Regions from separate parts of the Mus musculus genome. Here regions 2, 3, 4, 5, 6 and 7 are each linked to region 1. Evidence: chromatin contacts called from public HiCAR-type, HiChIP or PLAC-seq, Micro-C and promoter capture Hi-C data. All regions are on one chromosome and are shown on one strand. The core of a region is the stretch at or near the end of the contact, and the rest is flanking DNA. Distances in the headings are between cores, read along the strand shown.

Region 1 (2,700 bases), core at 10-2,509:
AAGCAAACTAGGGTAGAGAATAATTTTCTAAGTTTAAAAGATCCGAATAACTCAATGAAGTTTAGAAACTCACATTTCAGTAAGATGGTAGTATTTCTGAAAAGAATCTTTCCAAAATTAAAATAACCTTTCCCCTGAAAAGATAAAGGGAAGATAATTAACATCAGGGCATTTCGATTTTCAAGGCAGAATATGAATACCTACATTTATAAAATATTCAAAATTTTCTTAATCAAAAAGACAGTAACAACATTTTCTTTAGTGAAAGTCAGTCATATCCTAACTATTGGCTCTTGCCGCTCCCTACAGGCCACAGAGCAGGGACTCTTGAGTGGGAGGCTGCTACAAATTTCAACCTAACTTCAAAGTGGCTTGAGCTGGACAGTTCCTTTTTTACTCACGAATCATCCCTCAGAACAACCGACTTTTGAATAAACTTTCAGCAGTTTTACTTTTACATGTAAAAGGACTTAACTATTAATCATTTCAGTAACAAACAGAAAACTACAACTCAAAGCCCAAAACCCTTTACCAACATGAATACAACCTGTAATATTTGCCATATAAATGTACAGTGAACAGGACAAAAAAAAAAAAAAGGCAAAAAGGTCAACGAAATGGCTAATGGTTTTTAAAGCAGTTCTCACCAAAATCTGGTTTTTCTGGTTCAAAGTACTGTACTAAGTCAAACGAGATTCTAAAATGGGTCGACTTATCAGTTAACTATCCAAACAAAAGACTATCCTTACTACACAACATTTTAGAATTGTTTCGTTTTGGCTATTCCCATGTTAAAATGCATTTTTGAATCTCCAAGTCCCCTAATCACAAAAGACGTTTCCAAGTTTAAACCAAATCAAAACCCTTCATCCGTAGGACTATTTTTACAAACACACACACACGAGTTAAAAATAAAGACTTCTATTCACATCTCCCTTTCATCCAGCCCTAGTACTGGATTTTGTAACATTCTAGCTGAAAGAGAAACTACTATCTCTCCCTGTGTATTAAGTTTCTCTCCTGTTCCATGCTTAAAGTTCTGTTACTTTCCCGGTAAGAACACGCTTGGCCCCTGACACTCCTCGCCTACAGCAAATAGCTCAGCTCTCAGCTCAGGGCAGGTGGGATCCCGTCGGCAGCTACACGGACGCTCTGGGTATTCCACTCACTTTGGGAACCCGACTTTCCAGAAATCTTCCTGGACCCCTTGGGCCACCGTAGCCCCACCTCTTACCCCCTTCAGGCTCAGTAGCGACCCCAACACTCACCGACGGCATCGGAATGTGCCACTTCGATCTATCTGCAGCAAACACGGGTGCCGGACCTGCACCAAGAAACGATAATGGGAACGGCTGCGCCCCTAAAAGAAGAAAAATAACAGGAGACACCTGAAGCCACGCAGCCACCGCCATCTTCACAGCCATGAAGCGCCTACCCAAAGTATTGAGCCTTCTTCCGGCTAGGTAGTTCCGCCTTCTTCCGGCTCGTCCCACCCTCTTCCGGCGCTACTTTGTGGGCGGGATTATCCGGGTCCTTGAAACTGTGCTTCTTCCCACAGACGCTCAGAGCGCCCCAGAAACTTTGAGTCTACTGCGCAGGCGTCCTCCTGTTTCCCTGCGATCGTGGCCTGGAGGTGAACTAGCAGAGTTTTGAGGTCTAGTGCTTCCCTCTGTTCTTCCAGCCCTTAAAGGAACTCAGTGCAGCGGCCAAGGCTTTGCTTTTCCTGCTTCTTCCCGCCCCTCATCCTTTCCAAGTCAAGGTCAGGCGCAGGCCAGACGTCTGTAGAAGCGCGCACACTGGATGCATGATTGACATCAAGTACTGAGTTCTCTGGCTGTCGAGCTGTGGCAACAGAGCCTGGAATGTGACGGGGCTGAAGTAGAAACGATTCATTAGCTCCAAAGTCCCTTTTGACCCTGAAAGACTGTGGGGCAGCTGCAGCATAGTTTGACAGGCGACATCAGCGTCCAGCAGTGATCCAGACTGTACTCCCCATTCGAAACTAAAAGTGAGGAGAGATCAGGTCAGCTTTCGGTATTGTAGAGTGACAGCCACTAAGACTGACCCTTATTGGTGGTGCTTCCTGTTTCTCACACTCTTAGATTTTAACCTCTAGGGCAGCGAGCACATCTCCGCCAATAAAAGCAAAGTTCATCAGCCACTCTCAACCTAGAAATATTTACCAAGTACTTTATCCCTGTAAAGACGCTGGTTTACGCTTGAGATAATACCAGATGAAAAAAAATTAAGATTGGCTTCTGCCCGAAGGGGACTCTTGACTGTGATGAAGTACGGGTTATAATTTAGCAAGCCTGCTTGTCACCGTTTTTTTAAAGATCGCCTGAGACTGTGGCCTGAGAGTTAGGAGTCAGGCAGAGTTAACATCCTTGTGCCATGGAAGCAGCTGAGAAAGAGGAAATCAGGTAAAGGGCAATTGCTCCCCCCAAGAACGGACTCCAAAAACAACCTTCTAGCTTTGATGGCTTCACTTAGGTTTTAAAGCACTTCCTTGAATGCTTGCTATTTGCTTCATCGTTCTTTATTGGTTCTGCGGGGATTTGGGTAATGTTAATAGCTAACCTCTCATAAAGTACTTTCAGGAGGATTAGATAAGTTTAACAGTGGAAAGGTTGCCTTCCAAACTCTTAAATGGATTTTTGAGCGGGCTGCCCCTCCCCAAGGCTCATTCAACTGGAAACG
Region 2 (2,700 bases), core at 193-2,692, 810 kb before region 1:
TTGATGGTAACAGCCCTGCAGTGTCACCTGAACCCCTGCTTAAGTGAGTTGAGGAGGGACAAGACTGTTTCTGCTGGTTCTTTGGGCAGCCCTTCGGCTTAGCCCAGGCCTCATTGCTTGATATCGCTCCTTTGGATTACTGTTGTCTGTGCATCTGTCTGTCCCTACTCAGTCCTGCACCTCACCATATTCCTCCGTTGACACTCACCTGGACCCCTCAGCTAGCTTCAATACTCTGTGTCTTTCTAAATGAGTTCATCAATATCTAACTGTGGTGACTTTTCCCATTTATATCAGCTCTGTCTGGATGTAGTAAAACCTCACTGAACACAGAGGTTTGTGTAATCCTTTGCAGGCCTTCTGTAGTCTAAGTATATACAGATATACAGTGTGCCTATTCATACACAGAGACATACGGTGCAGTGATGTGTGATCTGATAGTAGCTAACACTCAAAGAACCTGTCTTTGGATGGAGGACATTGTTGCTCACTTGAGATTCAGGACATAACCAGTGTGGTAATTCTGTTACATTGCAATTTGAGGCCAGCCTGGGATACACAAGGTCTCTGTCACCAGCCCAGCTATAAAGGGAAATCAAGGCTGATGGCCAGTTGCAGCCAATAAATCAATGTAGCTTGTGAATTTATTATTATTCAATAGGTTCTAACATTCTAATAATAATAACGAATAATGTAATTATTATTATTATTATTATTTTATTAGCCAATAGATTCAATAGACAACTGTGTTTTGTCTTTGTATGGCATAGCATCCTTATCACAGAGGGAAGCATAGAAATTTGGATTTAATAAATGGCCTAGTGATAACCCCGTCATTTAGGAAGCACTGCTTATCCAGAAGAACGTGTGTCATCACCTGGAAGAGTCACACTATTGCCTTCACTACCTCTCCTGGAAATACCGCTAAAGGATCTCTAAATCCTACAACTGGAACAAACAACAAATGCAGTTTAACATTTTCTCAGGCAGCGGGCAGGCCCTTTTAAGGTGAGGAAAACTACGCTACTGTATTGACCTTTAAACAGCAGGCAACATTCTCTCAAGTGGGTCAAAGTCAGAAGAACTGACACCATGAAATTGTTCCTCTGGGTGTAGTGTTAGTCCGGGTATAAAAATCCTTTAGCCAAGAGAGGAATTACTAGTAACAGTATATTTTTACAGTAACGATAATTTAAAATAGTCATTTGGCCTTGTAGTGCTATCTTACTAAAAAGTGAGACTGCCTCCGTGCGGAATGTTTTTCCTCAAGTGAATTACAACAACCCTTTTCCTCCTTAACTTCAACTGGAGCACTAAGCTCCAACAACAAAAAATAGAACCAGAGAGAGGGATTGATTGAAGTACTTCCCAGCCAATCCGCGATGGAAAAAGAGCGCGCGAGCAAGGTGCTGTCCAATCATCACTCGGAGGCGGGGCGGAGCCTTTCGCGCCTCCGCCCCTGGGTTGGCGGACAGGGGAAGGAGCGAAGATGGCGGAGTGAGGCGTGCCCCGGGCAGCTGGCCTGCGGGCCCGGGGCAGGCCTCCCGTGAGAAGCGGAGTACTTGTGCTGGACCGTGTGAGGTGAGCTGAGAAGTCCGTCTGTCTATCGGGAGACGAGCAGCCGGTGGGGCGGCACAACTCGGGACGGGGTAGCGGCGAGCCTAATGAGGGAGCCGGCGAGGCCTGGGCCTGACAGGGCTTTGCATTCGCAGCCGCGTCCGGTCGGCTCCGCCGCCTCCGGGTATGTGGCCGCGTCCTTCCCTTACCAGCGCTCCACGCCCTTCCTTGCGCCCTTCGCTTTGGCCGCTGCGTGCTTTGCCCTGGTTCTCTGAGTTGCACGTACGCCGGCCGTATCGGGAAGCCGCTGTGTGCACCTCCCTTTTATTTTTCTAAGACTATCTCTGTATTGTTTGACCCTTTACCGAAGGCGTCACCGGTTGAGGTTGACAGGCCTGTTGCAGCTCTGGGCATTTTGTGTCCCTGGCGCGTTGACCTTGAGATTTGCTGTAAGAGGCTCCCTCTGGTATTTTCATTTGAGTATGTGTATTACAGATAGACTCTTGCAGCCTTTACCTCATACTCGCCCCTGCCAAACTTTTATGACCGTAGTAAGCAGCTTTGTCCTTGGACGTCCTGATAATGCCCTTATGGCGCATTAGTTTCGGCAAACGGGTCTCAGTGGAATTCACCTATGTTGATTTCTTACCCAGGATCAAGGGAAACGGCTTACGATGCTTTTCTTTTCGTTTTTTTAGAACTATAGTTCTGGAAGTACTGCTGGAATCTCATTTGTGTAGTTGGTGTACACTGGTGACAGTGTAGTACTAACAAGATATTTATATTTGATTCTTATTTAATTTTATCTCTTTGTAATTGGGAGCCCCCTTACTTTTATTGGTATTCAGCTAAATTCTCGGAAAGTCTTTGCTTCTGAATTCTGGATCGGGGAGACATTTGCTGCGTGTGTTGGTGCTCAGGGCCAGAAATTTACATCTATCAAAACCTTGTTTCAGAAATAAACTGGCATATTAGTGAGAGCCAGTTCAAATGGAAAAATCATAATGTGAGTGAATGTTTGTGATAGATTATATGGTTTTTGTTAGCCCTAGACTTAGCAGAGCTGAAGCAGGAAGCACTTGCTTAGGGGGTGAAAAAAAAACCAAAAAACAAAACCCCTCCCCTTTAGCACAAGTAGTTTTT
Region 3 (2,700 bases), core at 126-2,625, 870 kb after region 1:
TGCCATCAAATTTTAATACAAATTGAGAAATGGAGGCAACACCAAACTAATCACGGGTATCCAAAGGCTTACTGAACACTAGATAACAAACTAGGCTTCCTTACACATAATCTCAACTGCATGTTTAAATCGTTCTGCCCCCACAGGACCTTAAACACTGCAGAGAGCCAAGCCTTCAACTGCTCACCTGAAGCTTTCTTTTCTTTCAGATGTTCATTGAATGAGCTATTACTGTCTCCTTGTTCTACAGCAGATTGTTCCGGATTTGATACAATATCCTAGAAAACATGAGCACATAAGATCCTCACAGTACACAAAGTAGTACAACAGGGACCTTTCTGTGGGTGAGAACACGTTGATTTCATTTTTCGTTCCCCACCAACTTTATCCAAAAGCTAACAATCAACTAAACACGTTAATTTTCTGGGTTAGTTTGGTGTAGGGGGGTCAGAAAAAAATAATAACTTGAACAGGGCATCATCACTCACTCACCAACACGGGGTTCTCTTTGTGCATCTGCAGATTAGGAAGGTGTCGAGATAGCACGCTGAAGTGAGAGCCTGCATCTTCTTCCAGAACCTGGCTTTCAGGCTGAGAATCTTCTATTATCAGGCAAGGAGTGTCTTGCTGAGAGAAATCTGAATCCAATTGACTTCCAGTAGGGTCCATCTGCTCCCCTGGAATGGAATAACAAAAGATCAGTTCGAAGAGTAACCCTATTGAGCTTTCCACACACAATCTGAGACTAAATAAAGGGGCGGAAGTGTGAGATCGAGAAAGGGACCATTCTAGGGCTACCCAGTAGCCCACATTTGCAATCGCTCTTAGCACTTTCTCAGCCATCTCCCCAGCCCTCATTTCTCCGTTATTTACCACCGCGCCTCTGGATCCTTCGATCTCCCCCTCCCTCCCTCCTTTCTCTTCACCTTCCCTCAGACACGCTTCCTTCCTCACCTCTTCTCCCCGCCCCTTTCCATCCCCCACACAACTCTCCCCGCGTTCTGACGCCACTGAGCCCCGGGAAGACCTCTTCGCAACCCCGGCGGGCGGGAAGCCCACGGCCCTCATGCGGCCTCAGGACCACCGCGGCGGCTGCCTCCCCACCCCCTCCCCGGCCCTCCAACCCCGTCCCCGTCACCGCCGCCATGCTTGCCACCCCGCCCCCTCCAGGCGGCCAGCCCTTCAAGCCCGCCACCCGGGCCTCTGCGGCCCGCTAGCTCGGCTCCGCTCGCAGCACTACCTGGCATCCCGGCGAGAGGTGCCTCGCGCTGGATCTAGAGGTTTCTGCACGCTGCCCAGGCCCCTCCAGGTCGATCCCCAGGTCGCCACTGTCGCCACCGCCGCCACTGGCCGCGAGCTCCCCCTTTTCCCGTCACGTCACGCAATATCGGATCGCCCATTCGCTGCTGTTGTCTGCCACTCAGGAAATCCTATGGATGATAGGTGGCTGAGGTGAAGTGCCCGCCCCCAGCGTAAGAAAAGGAACACGGCGGCGTGTTTCCATGGTAGCATGGACGTCGCAGGCCCTCCCCCTAATACAGCCAGCATGACAGTATCCTTGAACCGAAGGGACATTAAGAGGGCATGAAATAAAAACCCCTGCCTGAAGGACGGGGGTACTCACTACTCACACTTGAGGGCTTCGGCCCCTTCACTGACTTCCGTGGAAAAGGAGAGTCTCCTGGATTTTCAAAGAAAGGGCAAAGAGGAGGAGAATTGAGGAGAGCTAGTACTTCTGAAATGGTGAAATGGAAGAGAAGCCTCTGTGGGGTTTGCCAGTGTCGATCAGGATCCCATTTGTAGACCTCTGCCTGAATTTAAAGGCTTCCGTTTTCCCACTCTATGTCTCTGGCAGTTTTGATTTTGTTGTTTTATATTGTCTTCGTGTTCCCACTCCCTTTCAAGCTTCCCTATTTGTCTCTCTCTGCCCTTTCTTTTAGGGAATTGCAGCAGCCCCAGACGCTTTGCACCTCCCATTGAACGAACTGAGCATTGTAATCCTCAAACTAGAAGCAAAGAGAACAGCTGTCACCCCTACTAACTCAATGACCTAAAGGATCCAGGCCCAGAGATTTAATTATCCTAATCATGGTGTCAGGGTCTTATAAAGGGTGTGGCAGCTGTGACAACTATTAATGAACTGAGCTCAAGATACATATGTGGTTTCACTGTCATTTTAATTTAAAGAGCCGTTGGATCTGGGCTAGAATTCTAACCAAGCAGCTGTCAGGAGGGAAAGCACCTAGCACAGTGCCAAGAATATACATAGAAGGCATTAAAATGGAGGCGGTTTTCTCTACTCCAGACTCAGAATTATTTAGGCACAGCCCATACATGATTCTCAACTTCTATAAATGCCCAGTTTAGCACTTGAAATAAGCCAAGCTTAGAGAGGAGCATCCTACCAGCCAATCTCCTCTCTGCTGCTATAAATTACAGTGATCATATTCTCCTAACCCAAAAATCAAAGCATGTTGTCTTCATACGCATTACTTGTGGGAACAAAAGGATCAGCTTAAACGAAATCGCTCTGAAAATTTTAGGATCTATTGTTATAACTAAAATTCCAATCCTAGAATGTTTTACAAGTAGAGCAAAAATGACCCAAATCACAGAGACACATCTTACCTCTTAATCCTAAAATCATTCATGATTGACTCCTGAGTTTCTCTACTGAGTACTAGACATCAAATCAATGCA
Region 4 (2,700 bases), core at 15-2,514, 950 kb after region 1:
TCTAACCACGAGACCTAAGTGTCCTGCAGTCTCCCTGTGAGGCTGCATCATGGGCCTTAAGCCACACACAACAAACCCTGAGACAGGAGGCTCTCCTGTCTTCACTGCTCTCCTGTGTGTTGAGAGGCCGACGGCCTCTTATGAATGGTATAGCAAGGGTTCCATGCCCACCGCCACTCATCCTTTCCAGTTCCTAACCTTTGGAGTGGAAAGAGATGAGGCAGTGGCAGGACGGCCAGTTCTCCACAGGTTCATTTAGGATCACATCTTCTCCCAGGATGACAACGGTCAGGTAGTCAAATCTGCAGAGTCGCTCTAGAATTTGGGTCATTGGCTTGGACTTGGATTTCTTGGTCATGGCACAGATGCCAACAATAATTTGAGGTTCTGGGGGCTATAGAAAAGAAGTGCTATCAAGAATTCCAGATTCCCACCTATGTCACCTCCAACATTGTCACACATCTTTCAAGGGCAGTCTCTTGTCGGGACTTTGGACCTAAGGGATAAAGGATGACTACCACAGAAGAAACACTGTAGAAAGGACTTCTTCAAAAGAAGAAGTAGTGACCATAAGACAAAAGGAGGAGGGGCATTTGCACAGGGGTTTCAGAGCAGCAATCCACCAATCTCTACTGACCCTCCCCAAGGCAGGATAGAACCTGTTTATAAGAGGGAGTCTTGTAAACAGGGGCCCCAACACCAAGCCATGTCCCTTTGCCTAGACTTACCACCTCATCCTCCTCGTCCTCAAGGAGTTCACTGTCACTCTCTTCTGTCCTCATGCCTATTCCACAGGTGCCCAACCCCTCATCTCCAGCTCCAAGGAAGAAGTGGGCCGTAGTGCTCTCGTCCTCATTGGCCGTCAAGGACCACATCCCCGCCGGAACACCCACTCATCCCGCTCTGCAAAAGAGGGTCCCCTATTAGTGTAGAATCCAAGCTCCCTTACAGCGGGCAGGGATAGGATACAGGGAGCTAGACACTGAGAGGGAACTATAAGGGTACAAGAGGGAACAGAAACGAAGCTATGGAAAGGACCAACAAGAAAGGAAACTATGTGACTTGACAGGACTAAAGAGGAGCAAGAGGGAAGCGATGACTCCTTTCCTCCCCTGTTTACCCGACCCCAGCCAAGAACTGGTAAGAGGATCAGCAGCTTAAGCCTTACAGTGCTGGCATGTCACTGATTCTGCCAGCAGGAAACAATGTTAACTCCAGGCAGCAAGGAGAAGAGGCAGTTCTTCCAGGAAGGCTACTGTTGGTTCCTACCAAGAGAAGGTTAGACCGACATTTACTTCAAACACAGGATTTATTCCACAATATTCTCAGCTCTCTCCACCCCCACAGCACTGCTAGAACCGAAGGTTCACTCAAGGGCAGAGGAAAGCAAAACTCAGAGGTTTTTGCCTTTAAACTCCATCTTCATTATCTCATGGTATTAATTCGACAAACATTTACTGAGGACACCCTCCACCCTAAGCATTGTATCAGAACATTAATATCTGTGCATCACTTTCTCCTTCACCCCCAACACCTTAACAGACAGATATCCAAATTCACAGAATCAGTTCAAGGAAAGAAGTCTGGTGCTGGTTGGGGGGTTGAGATAACCATCCACAAAGCAGTTTTCAATCCATTCTCAAATTGAAATCTCAATGGTCCATTCACTGTCCTCTAGGACTGCCAAACCAATGCTGGTCTAGGACAAGGTCCTCCATAGCAGCAGCTGCATTGGAAAAAAGGTCCTATTGGTAAGACTGTCTTATGAATTTGGATCAGCAAAAGCAGGCAGCTCCACTTCTGCATGCATACACCTAGAGTTTTAATGGAAACTCTAGTGACTCGCTGTACCAGAAAGACATCTGTCAGGAGACATTTCTGGTTATTAGACAGGAAAGGTGCTACGCTGGTATCTCATGAGCAGACGACAGGAATGCCACAAGAATTCTAAAATGTATATTCTAGCTCAGGATCGATCCTGTCTGAACTGTTAGCATCACCAAGGGGGTTAGACTGCCATGGGAAGACTCTCCTACACAGGCGAATGCACACAAGGACATTCTTCTCTTTTCTATATTAAACTAAAAAAAAAAAAAAAAAAAGAAAGGAAGAAAGGAAGGCAGGAAGAAAGAAAGATAAGAAACATACAAAAACATCTCCAGATGCCACAAGGAAAAGAATGGAAAAATATGATGCAGGATATAGAAAAAAACCCTAATACTAAATTTTTAAAATGAAGGAGGGCCAGCTAGATAGATCAGTGGATGGAGGCACTAGCTGCCAAGCCTAACAATCTGAGTTTGGACTCTAGGACCTACATGGTGGAGAGAGAACTGGCTCCCACAGGTTGTCCTCTGACCTCCACAGCGTGCTGTGGCTCCACACACAGATGTAGCAAACATATAAGTTAGATGCAACAGTTCCCGACTTCAAACTGCCAAGGATGTAACACAATTCATTTGCATAAATACCATGTGCTATTTATGACTGCAAAGGCAATTAGTACAGGTTTGCTGGTGGGTTTTGTTGTTGTTTTGAAGCATCTGTTTTACATGTACAGGTGTTCTACCTGTAGGTGTTTATGTACACATGTATGTAGTGCCCATGTAGGCAGAAGAGGGTACCATGTGCTGGGAATAGAACCCAGGTCCTTTGAAAGAACAAACAGTGCTCTTAATCACTAAGCCATTTTCCAGCCCC
Region 5 (2,702 bases), core at 120-2,619, 790 kb before region 1:
AGAGATCCTCCTGCCTCTGCCTCCCTAGTCCTGGGATTAAAAGTATGTGCTACCACCGCCAGGCTTATAATTAAAACTTTTAATCAGGCTTTTTAAAAAAGAGGTTGGCCAGGCGGTGGTGGCGCATGCCTTTAATCCCAGCACTTGGGAGGCAGAGGCAGGCAGATTTCTGAGTTCAAGTCCAGCCTGGTCTACAAAGTGAGTGCCAAGACAGCCAGGACTATACAGAGAAACCCTGTCTCAAAAACAAAAAAAACAAAAAAAAGAGGTTGGGTGCAGGTTCCCATGCTTGTGATCCCAGCACTTGCAGGCAGAGGCAGAATTGTAAATTCAAGGAAAGACCTTTATTACCAATATCAAAAGTAAAATAATTTGTAACTATATCAAAAATGTCACTTCAGGGCCAGTGAAATGACTCGGTGGGTAAAGGTATTTGCTACCAACCCTGAGAAATTATAACTAATAACTAATAACTAATAACTAATAGTCCTAGTTCTCTCACAGACCTTAAAACCTACATCCAACTTTAACTTTCACCAATGCCATGTTTATATGATTCAAACCGGTAAAGAGTTTACAACTCAAACATACTCTATGGAGAGCGTAAACATGTCACAAGACAAAGTTTCTTTCTTGTTTACAACAGTTACATACTCTTCACTGTCATTAAATCGGGAAATATATAGAGAGCGCCACCTCAGGAATTCTCCACACGTACCTGGACTTGAGAAAACCTTCTATGCCAACCAAAAAGGGCTCTAACAAAACGACGTTGTTTGTGACTTCTGGAAGACAAAACGGTTTTGAGAAGAAATACCTGCCAGCAGATTCATCTGCCCATAAAACTTAACAAAATGGGTGGGGCTCAGCCAAGGGCGCTGGGTTAGCTCAGGCGACGGCCTGGGTTTGAAGCCCAACTCGGGAAAACAAAACAAACCCCTCCCTCCCCTGGGCAGTACTGTCCCCCATTCCTCATCTGCCTCTGGTCTATCTTCCTCACAAACTACCCTCGCCTCACTCACTGGAGAAGGCCAGGGCGCCGAGGGACCGCGACAGGTCCCAGGCGAGGTGCAGGGTGTCGCCGAGCACCGCGTAGCACCGCGCGCAATGAAACACGGCACATCTCTCCGGCTCCAACCACGCAGGCAGCCGCAGGTCGACAGGTGACGCCTTCACCTTAGACTCGGAGGACCCGAGAGGGGAGAACCCTTCCACCACCTGAGTGTCCCACTCCATGGAGGAGGTAAGAGAAAAAGGTGTATCACAAGAGTCACGACGTGACTGGGTCTCCAAGAAGCGAAGACTGCGGCGCGAGAGAGTCGCCATATTTCTTTGAAGCGCGCGCCTCTTTCTCGCACGCTCCAAGTCCCGCCCACCTGTCTCCCTGCGTCTTCATTGGACAATGTTCCTGAAAGACACGCTCTCAATACGCTCAGCGCCAGCATATTGGTATAGTTTGCGGAATAGCGGTCTTCAGCCAATCACGCTACTGGCCCGCATCGGAAACCCCACCCTCGAGGCAGTTCAACCAATGAACTTACAGCAGTCTTAATTTAAACTCCATATATAAGTCGGCTTGTCAACGTCTTGGGTGGCGCCAGTTTTGAGCCGCTCTGTTTTGAGTTGTGTGGCTGTTTTTCTGGGAATCACCGAGATTGCAGAACGCGATGACCGTCCCCTCTGCAGAGGAGCTGGACTCCTTTAAGTACAGCGACCTGCAAAATTTAGCCAAAAGGCTGGGCCTCCGGGCTAACATGAAGGTACCGTGCTGGCTGGCGGTGCGGGCAGTTGGGTGGGCGGGGTAGAAGAGACCAGGGATTTGGGGGACAGGGCGCGAAGTGACTGAGAGGAAACCCCCGAGGGACGTTATTTTGGGAGGAGTAGGTAGGTTTTGTTCACAGTGACTGGAATTTGTTAAACGAAAGAAAAGCCGAGGCTGTTACTCTAGTTGGAGGCTTTTTTTATTATATTTGGAGAACTTATAAAGACTTTTTGTTTTTTGGTTTGGTTTGGTTTTGGTTTTTCAAGACAGGGCTTCTCTGTGTAGCCCTGGCTGTCCTGGAACTCACTCTGTAGACCAGGCTGGCCTCAAACTCGGAAATCCACCTGCCTCTGCCTCCCAAGTGCTGGGATTAAAGGCATGCGCCACCACTGCCCAGCTCTTATAAAGACTTCTTAATGGAAATGCTAATACTTCCTGGTACCAAATGGGAAACGAAGGCCCATAGGACGTAATCAGTGTAATTTCCATGCCAGTTATTAGGCAGTTGAAGAAAAACTACTTTAAACGACTTCTTCTGAAAAACTCTACTTACTGTTCAGTAAACTATGACACTACCTTCACTCTCGTGAACCTTTAATGGGATGCCTGTCCACCGTGATCTAGTATGATTGTCCATACATTAATCACTATTGTGATGGTGGTCTTTTTCAAAACCGATAAGGTCTTTGAATTCTGAGTTTGCAAGGTGTTCAGAGAAAATGTGGGGATTCATTGTGAGATTGGACTTGCTATATTGAAGCTTGCCCACATGTATATACCAGAGATTTGTACAGCAAACTGCTATTTGCACTAAATCTCTAATTAGTTGTCATAAATGTTTTTAAATGGTTTAAATAGAATAATGTGGCCATAGGTACACCTTTTATCTGGCTGAACGGCACTGAAGAGTACTTAGAAATGTTTCTGAGTTTAGTGCTTA
Region 6 (2,700 bases), core at 8-2,507, 890 kb after region 1:
GGCTTGAGGTATCAGCTATTACCTCTTTTCTATCCTTTTAAGGAGTAGGATTTCATGTGTGCACATGTGAGTGCAAGAGGACAACCTGGAGTGGTGTCCCTCAGACACCCTTTTCTTCTTTGTACTATAGATACCAGGGTCTCTCAATGGTATAGCTGGCCTGCGAGCTTCCAGAGATTCATCTGTCTCTCCCTCCTAGTTACCATCTCTGCGATTCCAAGTGCTCACCGCTGTGCCTGGCTTTTTTTTACAGTTCTGAGAACCTGAACACTTGCTTGCCAGGGAAGTACTTTACCAACTGAATCATCTCCGTAGCCTTTCTTCTCTTCTACCATCTCCAAAGTGCAAGGTAAATGGAAGAAAAAGCAAGTATAACTGGAGCCTAAACACAGGCCTTCTCTCTGATGCACACAACAGAATGACTCAGGGTAAGATCAGCTGTAGTGGTGGAGAGTCTTTGAAGAATGGGGAGTTGGGGGTTCAGCAAGAGAAGGGGAGAGGAAGGAAAGGAAGGGATGGAGAGAAGGAGAGGGAAAGACAGAGAATATTAATTCAGTTCTGTACAGTAATTACATGGTCTCCTAAATTTATCCACTGTGTCACATCCCTAGTAGCTGGGAAGTCTTTCCTGGGTTTTACTCAAATACTCTTTGCTGCAGTCTGAGCTCATTGCACTCAGCAAATATGGAGACTAGCCAACCACTATCCTTGGAATAACTACTCTCCAGGGACTCAGGGTAGGAAGGTCATCCTGTCCCCTCCAATACTGCGCAGCCTGATTGACCACGCCCGGAGCTCGGGGCAAGGACGGGGAAACCCAGGTTGGTAACCTAGACCCTGGCATGCAGCGAGGCGGGGGGAAAAATAGAGACAACGATAATTGCCAGATGGAGACCACGATAGAAACCCCGAGACAGCGAAGGGCAAGATGGCTCCCCAAGGTTCGAGAGAAGCTGCGGAACTGCCTCCCACACTGTGCTCAACGCAGACACAGCCTAACTAGATGGATGTTGTTCTCGCGCCTTGGACTCCGCCCTCGGCTGGGTCTCGCAGAACCCTTACCCTGGCTCAAGTCGGAGAGGGGCACTTGGTCAGGAAAACTGCAGGTGGATGACTGCAGCCACCACCCATAGCGGCACAACCACCGCATCCCCGCCCCGCCCCTGCGGCGCTTCAGCCCCGCCCCTAGAAGGCAGTGACCAATGAACGGCTCCTGCCGCCGGCCTTTAAGAACCGCGCGCACTCTCCCCGCAGCGGACGCAGCTAGCCTAACACTCCGCGGGAGTTTCCATGGCGACCGAAGCCGGGACCGCGCGGCCTGGCAGCGTTGCCATGGAGACAACTCCGGAGCTGGGGCTCCAGAGCCTCGGTGCACCGCCAGCTCAGAACCCGGCGGAGCCTCTTTGCGAGGCCGGTGCCGCGGTAGCGGCAGCGCGCTGGGACCTGCGGAAATACTCCTTGCTCATCGTGATCGGCGATATCGGTACAGAGAGTCAGCTGAGGGCCGTGCGGGCCCACCTTGAACAAGGTGAGCCGCTCTCCTGGCTTTTACGCAGTACTCCATCCATGCCTCTCCGCCATCTGCATTCATCTCCCAGTGCACATTTCTGTCTCCTCTATCTCTATGTGCACTTCCCGAAACCTGCGACCCTGTCACCTGCATCTTCCATGAATGTGCCTCTGTCCTCTCGAGCTGCCAACACCTTGCTTGCCCATCCTTTCTGCATACCCCATTCTGTTCCGCAGTGTCCCGGAGCAGGAGCAGGAGAAGCTCCGTGGAGACCCTGGGGTCCCTCTGGTCACACCCCTTTCCCGAAGCCACTGGACCATATATCCGAAAGTCCTCATCAGACCCTGAAAAGTCCATGTCCCTACCTTACAATTTCTTCTTTAGGGGAGGTTTTTGAACGCGAGGTACACATCTCAAATCTCTGAATGCTGGCAGCCAAGTTTAGAGAGTGACCTTCGTGGCTCTGCAGCTCACCTCCCTCAGCCGTGCCTGTGGCGCAGTGCTGCGGAGCCACCTGCGGGTGGAAGCAGGGGATGGAGGCAAGGGAGGGGGCATAGGAGAATCTAGAATCTGATTTAGCAAGAGGGATCATTATGGAAACCTACAGTATATGGAAATAGACCCTTGCGTGTCACTTCTACCGTAACTGTTTTGCCTTGAAAAACAAAAACTCCAAGCTCATTTATTAGTAAGCCCATTCTAAACTCTGCTCTTTGCCCTCTGGAAAGGGGAAAAAGCAGGTACTAGCTATCCTTCTTGGAGGCATCACCTCCCATTTCTTTCCTCTCCCAGGAGCTTGGCAATGCTTTCTGTGGGTGACTTTGACTAGAACCCTCTTATTTTTTTTCCCCCTTTTCTTTTACAGGGATTCTCTCCTGGAATATTGACTTATCATCCTTTGACTTGAACCAACAGTTGAGACTCTTCATTACCCGGCACCTAGCTCACTTCTCCTCAGAGGTCAAAGGTTAGGACTAGGGTTATTTGTCTCAGTCCTTTGGGTCCAGTATCCAGGCCAGAACTGGCCTTATGGGAGGATTGGGTAGGTAAAAAGGGAGGGACTTTTGATGGCTCCACAGCTATTTACACATGCTGTGGATAATGCCCAGTACACACTGCAACCACTCAATATGATGGTAGAGCATAATTTTGTCAGGAAAAACGTTGTTGTACACAGCAGCTGACAAGCA
Region 7 (2,706 bases), core at 140-2,639, 930 kb before region 1:
GATGTTACTCCTTCGGGGGAAAAAAAAAAAAGCCAGAGATGGAAGTGCAGTTATAATCTTAGCACCATGGACGCTAAGGCAGGAGGATATCAAGTTCCCGGCCATCCAGGCCAAAAACAAAAAACAAACAGGAAAAAGAAAAAAAAAAAAAAAAAAAAAGACACGACCGGAAGAAAGGAAGCATCAATAACCCACAGTGAAAATTAGGGATGTAAATCATGGATCACTAACTGGGAAAACTAAGCTGATCATCAGCGATGTTTTAAGGAGTTCAACCTCCAAATTCCTTCCCGAGTCCTAAGAAGTACAAGAATGTAAATCAAAGAGTCCTGAGCACAGTTGGTTCTGAACTAAAATAGTTAAACGCCTTCTTCGGCAATATCCAACTTCTAAACTGTAGGGGGCTTCCATCCTCCGTGATTACGGAAGTAGTACTTTTCATCAGCAAGCTCAAGAAGGAATTGTCAAAGTAAGATGACACTTGCTGAGACGCACTGCAAACGCCTCGAAAACCCAGAAGTGCTGTCACAGACACATTTCTAAGTCTGTGCACGTGTTAGCCTGTCCCCGTCTAACACCAACTAGCAACTTGCATCATTCGCCCGTAACCGTGGCTCGCTCCCCATTAAACTGATACTCTATCCAGTCCATAGATCTCATTCGTTTGAATTGACAGGTAGAACCCTCGTCCGGTTCCTGGTCCAGCCCGACAAGCCTCCGCCCTGCCCCTCCCCACTCCCAAACCCACACACGTGTTAGAGCGACACCGCCCCACCGGGTCCCACGTGCACCTGGCCTAACACTCCCCACGTGTGGGTGCTCCACGGGCTTCCTCGGGTGGCCGAGGTCACCCATAACCCCGGAGAGCCAGAGATACACGACAGGAGAGCCGAGGCCCAGGTCTCTGAGGTCCCAACCCTATGGGGAGTGTCCACACCCATCCTCTCTAACCCCAACAAACCCCAGGGCCGGGGGCGACGGCCCCTTTAAGAAGCGGCCCAGTCGTCGCCCGCAGAGAGGGGCGCACAGGGGCCTACACGACACCCCCTCCGTCCACCCGCCCACGTCTTCTCAACCTCACCTCGGGCCGAGGGGCCCCGCCGCCGCGGCGGCGGCGGAGGGGGGGCGGGGGGCGGGCGGGGTCCGGAGGGGGGGGTCGCCCCGCCGACTGTGGAGCCGCGCTTCGCTCTCGGAGGCCGAGGGACGGTGACTGCGTTGGACGGGAACGCTCCTAGCTCGCTCCCTCGGCGGCTCCTGGGACCCCAAGATGGCGGCGGCGCTGAGGCGGCTGCGGGCGCTGGGCCGGCGGCGGCGGCGGCCACTTTCACTCACTGAGAGGAGCGGAGCAGGGACACGGGGAGCCATGGCGGGGGGGAGGAGAGGCGCCATAGCCAGGCCAGAACAATCGAGCAGGTACTCGGCCGGCTTAGCCCTGCCCCGCCCACGCCCACTGCTAGTCGCTAGCCCGTGTCCGCCGACCGTGCCGCTACGGGCGGCCTCGTGCAGCTTGTACCCCGCTGCCGCCGCCCGACGCCCCGCGCGGACCGGGGTTCTGGGGGAGACCCTCATCTATACTATCTGAGTGCAGATTGGTCGGGGCTGGGACTGGCGAAGATTGCCGAAAGGCGACGGGGAGGAGGAGGAGGATGTCATCGCTAGAGTGAGCAAGCAGATCTCGCGGGAGGAGATGTCGCGAGAGCTCAGCGGCCCTGCAACTGCCACAGAAAGGTTACTTTTCCGGAAGTAACGTCAATGGAAACCGCCCAAAAACCAGGGACTCATTTTGGTCCTGCAGGTGGGAGGGACTGCTTGGCGTTGTCGCTGGAAGTTTTCTCCAGGTAGTGCTGGCCTACCCCGAGGCCAGCTCGGGCGGGGATGGATCCTTGTAAGAGCCAACTTGGAGACGTCTCCTGGTCGTCTTCCTGACGACACTGTCCCCCTTCGGCCCGAGACCGTTGGCACGAAGGCGCTTTCACCTTCCATGCACTTTCCATTTCCCCAGTGGGGTGAGTCGCCCTGCCCACACTCGAGCAACCGCAGAGCTGGGGCGGGCGGGGCGGGGCGGGGCGGTTGTTTCATGGTTATTTTGTCTGGGTTTGGTTAATAGCCCAGGCTAGCTAGCGTCAAGCTCGGGGGATGTCTCCTGCCTCAGCCTCCCGAGGACTGAGGTTACAGTGTGCGCCATCATGCAGTCTTCTGCACTTAATCCACTCGTTTCCAAGACGTATATAGAATTGTTGGACTTCACCCTTTCGTTTTCTGCAAGAATCGCTTGTTTAATATTATCTGTTTTGCCTGTACTGTGCCTTGTGCAACTCCAGTTGGGTCCAAGTTGCATCCTTTGGAACTGAACTGCTTAAAATTAAAGTCTAGAAAATGATTATTTAAAAAATGTCTTGTTTTTTTTTGTTTGTTTGTTTTTCGAGACAGGGTTTTTCTGTGTAGCCCTGGCTGTCCTGGAACCGCACTTTGTAGACCAGGCTGGCCTCGAACTCAGAAATCCGCTTGCTGGGACTAAAGGCGTGCGCTGCCACGCCCGGCTCTTTTTTTTTTTTTTTTTTTTTTTTTAATGTTTCTTGGCCTCGATATGCTTTAAGTTCAGGAGAAAAAGTGTCCGTAAACAAGACCTTAAATGTTCACAAAGTTTAACAGTAACACTTTATAAGAGGGTCTGGCTAGACAGCTCAGCAGACACAGTCACTTGTC

Evidence for each region. A called contact is a pair of places that touch in the nucleus more often than the background predicts. HiCAR-type assays count read pairs that join an accessible place to other places. HiChIP or PLAC-seq counts read pairs in DNA pulled down with a chosen protein or histone mark. Capture Hi-C pulls out chosen DNA fragments and counts their contacts.
Region 2: an H3K4me3 HiChIP or PLAC-seq map of bone marrow-derived macrophages shows a contact between it and region 1, with 5 times the contacts expected there. The contact joins the promoter of Oip5os1 here to the promoter of Ganc in region 1. A contact is called at or near these places in 4 of 39 promoter capture datasets (hippocampal neurons, liver and pre-B cells), 4 of 115 datasets of contacts at active chromatin or transcription factors (astrocytes, bone marrow-derived macrophages, kidney and 1 more) and 2 of 9 other capture datasets (adipose tissue and liver).
Region 3: a contact with region 1 is called in a promoter capture Hi-C map of adipose tissue, with 2.7 times the contacts expected there. The contact joins the promoter of Trp53bp1 here to the promoter of Ganc in region 1. A contact is called at or near these places in 4 of 39 promoter capture datasets (cranial neural crest, liver and pre-B cells), 2 of 484 Hi-C or Micro-C datasets (B cells and embryonic stem cells), 4 of 115 datasets of contacts at active chromatin or transcription factors (astrocytes, bone marrow-derived macrophages, cardiomyocytes and 1 more) and 2 of 9 other capture datasets (adipose tissue and liver).
Region 4: a promoter capture Hi-C map of adipose tissue shows a contact between it and region 1. The contact joins the promoter of Ppip5k1 here to the promoter of Ganc in region 1. A contact is called at or near these places in 3 of 39 promoter capture datasets (embryonic stem cells, hippocampal neurons and liver), 2 of 115 datasets of contacts at active chromatin or transcription factors (kidney and pro-B cells) and 3 of 9 other capture datasets (adipose tissue, macrophages and pancreatic islet).
Region 5: a HiCAR-type map of astrocytes shows a contact between it and region 1, with 2.8 times the contacts expected there. The contact joins the promoter of Oip5 here to the promoter of Ganc in region 1. A contact is called at or near these places in 2 of 39 promoter capture datasets (liver and neural stem cells), 1 of 484 Hi-C or Micro-C datasets (LSK cells), 1 of 115 datasets of contacts at active chromatin or transcription factors (astrocytes) and 1 of 9 other capture datasets (macrophages).
Region 6: a contact with region 1 is called in a Micro-C map of embryonic stem cells, with 7 times the contacts expected there. The contact joins the promoter of Map1a here to the promoter of Ganc in region 1. A contact is called at or near these places in 5 of 39 promoter capture datasets (the C10 cell line, cranial neural crest, maxillary cranial neural crest and 2 more), 2 of 484 Hi-C or Micro-C datasets (B cells and embryonic stem cells), 2 of 115 datasets of contacts at active chromatin or transcription factors (astrocytes and bone marrow-derived macrophages) and 1 of 9 other capture datasets (adipose tissue).
Region 7: an H3K4me3 HiChIP or PLAC-seq map of bone marrow-derived macrophages shows a contact between it and region 1, with 4 times the contacts expected there. The contact joins the promoter of Ino80 here to the promoter of Ganc in region 1. A contact is called at or near these places in 2 of 39 promoter capture datasets (erythroid cells and neural stem cells), 1 of 484 Hi-C or Micro-C datasets (CD4 T cells) and 3 of 115 datasets of contacts at active chromatin or transcription factors (astrocytes, bone marrow-derived macrophages and memory CD8 T cells).

What each region holds. Positions count from the first base shown.
Region 1 is chr2:120,402,637-120,405,336 of GRCm38.p6, forward strand. Ganc (glucosidase, alpha; neutral C) reads left to right here and starts at 1,260. Exons shown (of 24, transcript NM_172672.2): 1 at 1,260-2,423. The coding sequence starts at 2,395. It overlaps Tmem87a (transmembrane protein 87A), which reads right to left and starts at 1,480. Exons shown (of 20, transcript NM_001110496.1): 1 at 1,269-1,480; 2 at 74-134. The coding sequence starts at 1,424.
Region 2 is chr2:119,592,854-119,595,553 of GRCm38.p6, forward strand. It overlaps Oip5os1 (Opa interacting protein 5, opposite strand 1), which reads left to right and starts at 1,443. Exons shown (of 3, transcript NR_027832.1): 1 at 1,443-1,581.
Region 3 is chr2:121,270,032-121,272,731 of GRCm38.p6, forward strand. It overlaps Trp53bp1 (transformation related protein 53 binding protein 1), which reads right to left and starts at 1,376. Exons shown (of 28, transcript NM_013735.4): 1 at 1,241-1,376; 2 at 493-677; 3 at 188-278. The coding sequence starts at 1,247.
Region 4 is chr2:121,349,749-121,352,448 of GRCm38.p6, forward strand. Ppip5k1 (diphosphoinositol pentakisphosphate kinase 1) reads right to left here and starts at 1,265. Exons shown (of 30, transcript NM_178795.4): 1 at 1,169-1,265; 2 at 729-903; 3 at 199-394. The coding sequence starts at 875.
Region 5 is chr2:119,617,136-119,619,837 of GRCm38.p6, forward strand. It overlaps Oip5 (Opa interacting protein 5), which reads right to left and starts at 1,370. Exons shown (of 6, transcript NM_001042653.1): 1 at 1,023-1,370; 2 at 719-785. The coding sequence starts at 1,326. Nusap1 (nucleolar and spindle associated protein 1) reads left to right here and starts at 1,163. Exons shown (of 11, transcript NM_133851.3): 1 at 1,163-1,760. The coding sequence starts at 1,668.
Region 6 is chr2:121,288,345-121,291,044 of GRCm38.p6, forward strand. It overlaps Map1a (microtubule-associated protein 1 A), which reads left to right and starts at 1,258. Exons shown (of 7, transcript NM_032393.2): 1 at 1,258-1,528; 2 at 2,376-2,477. The coding sequence starts at 1,291. It also overlaps a transcript of Trp53bp1 not described here.
Region 7 is chr2:119,476,298-119,479,003 of GRCm38.p6, forward strand. Ino80 (INO80 complex subunit) reads right to left here and starts at 1,390. Exons shown (of 36, transcript NM_026574.4): 1 at 1,082-1,390.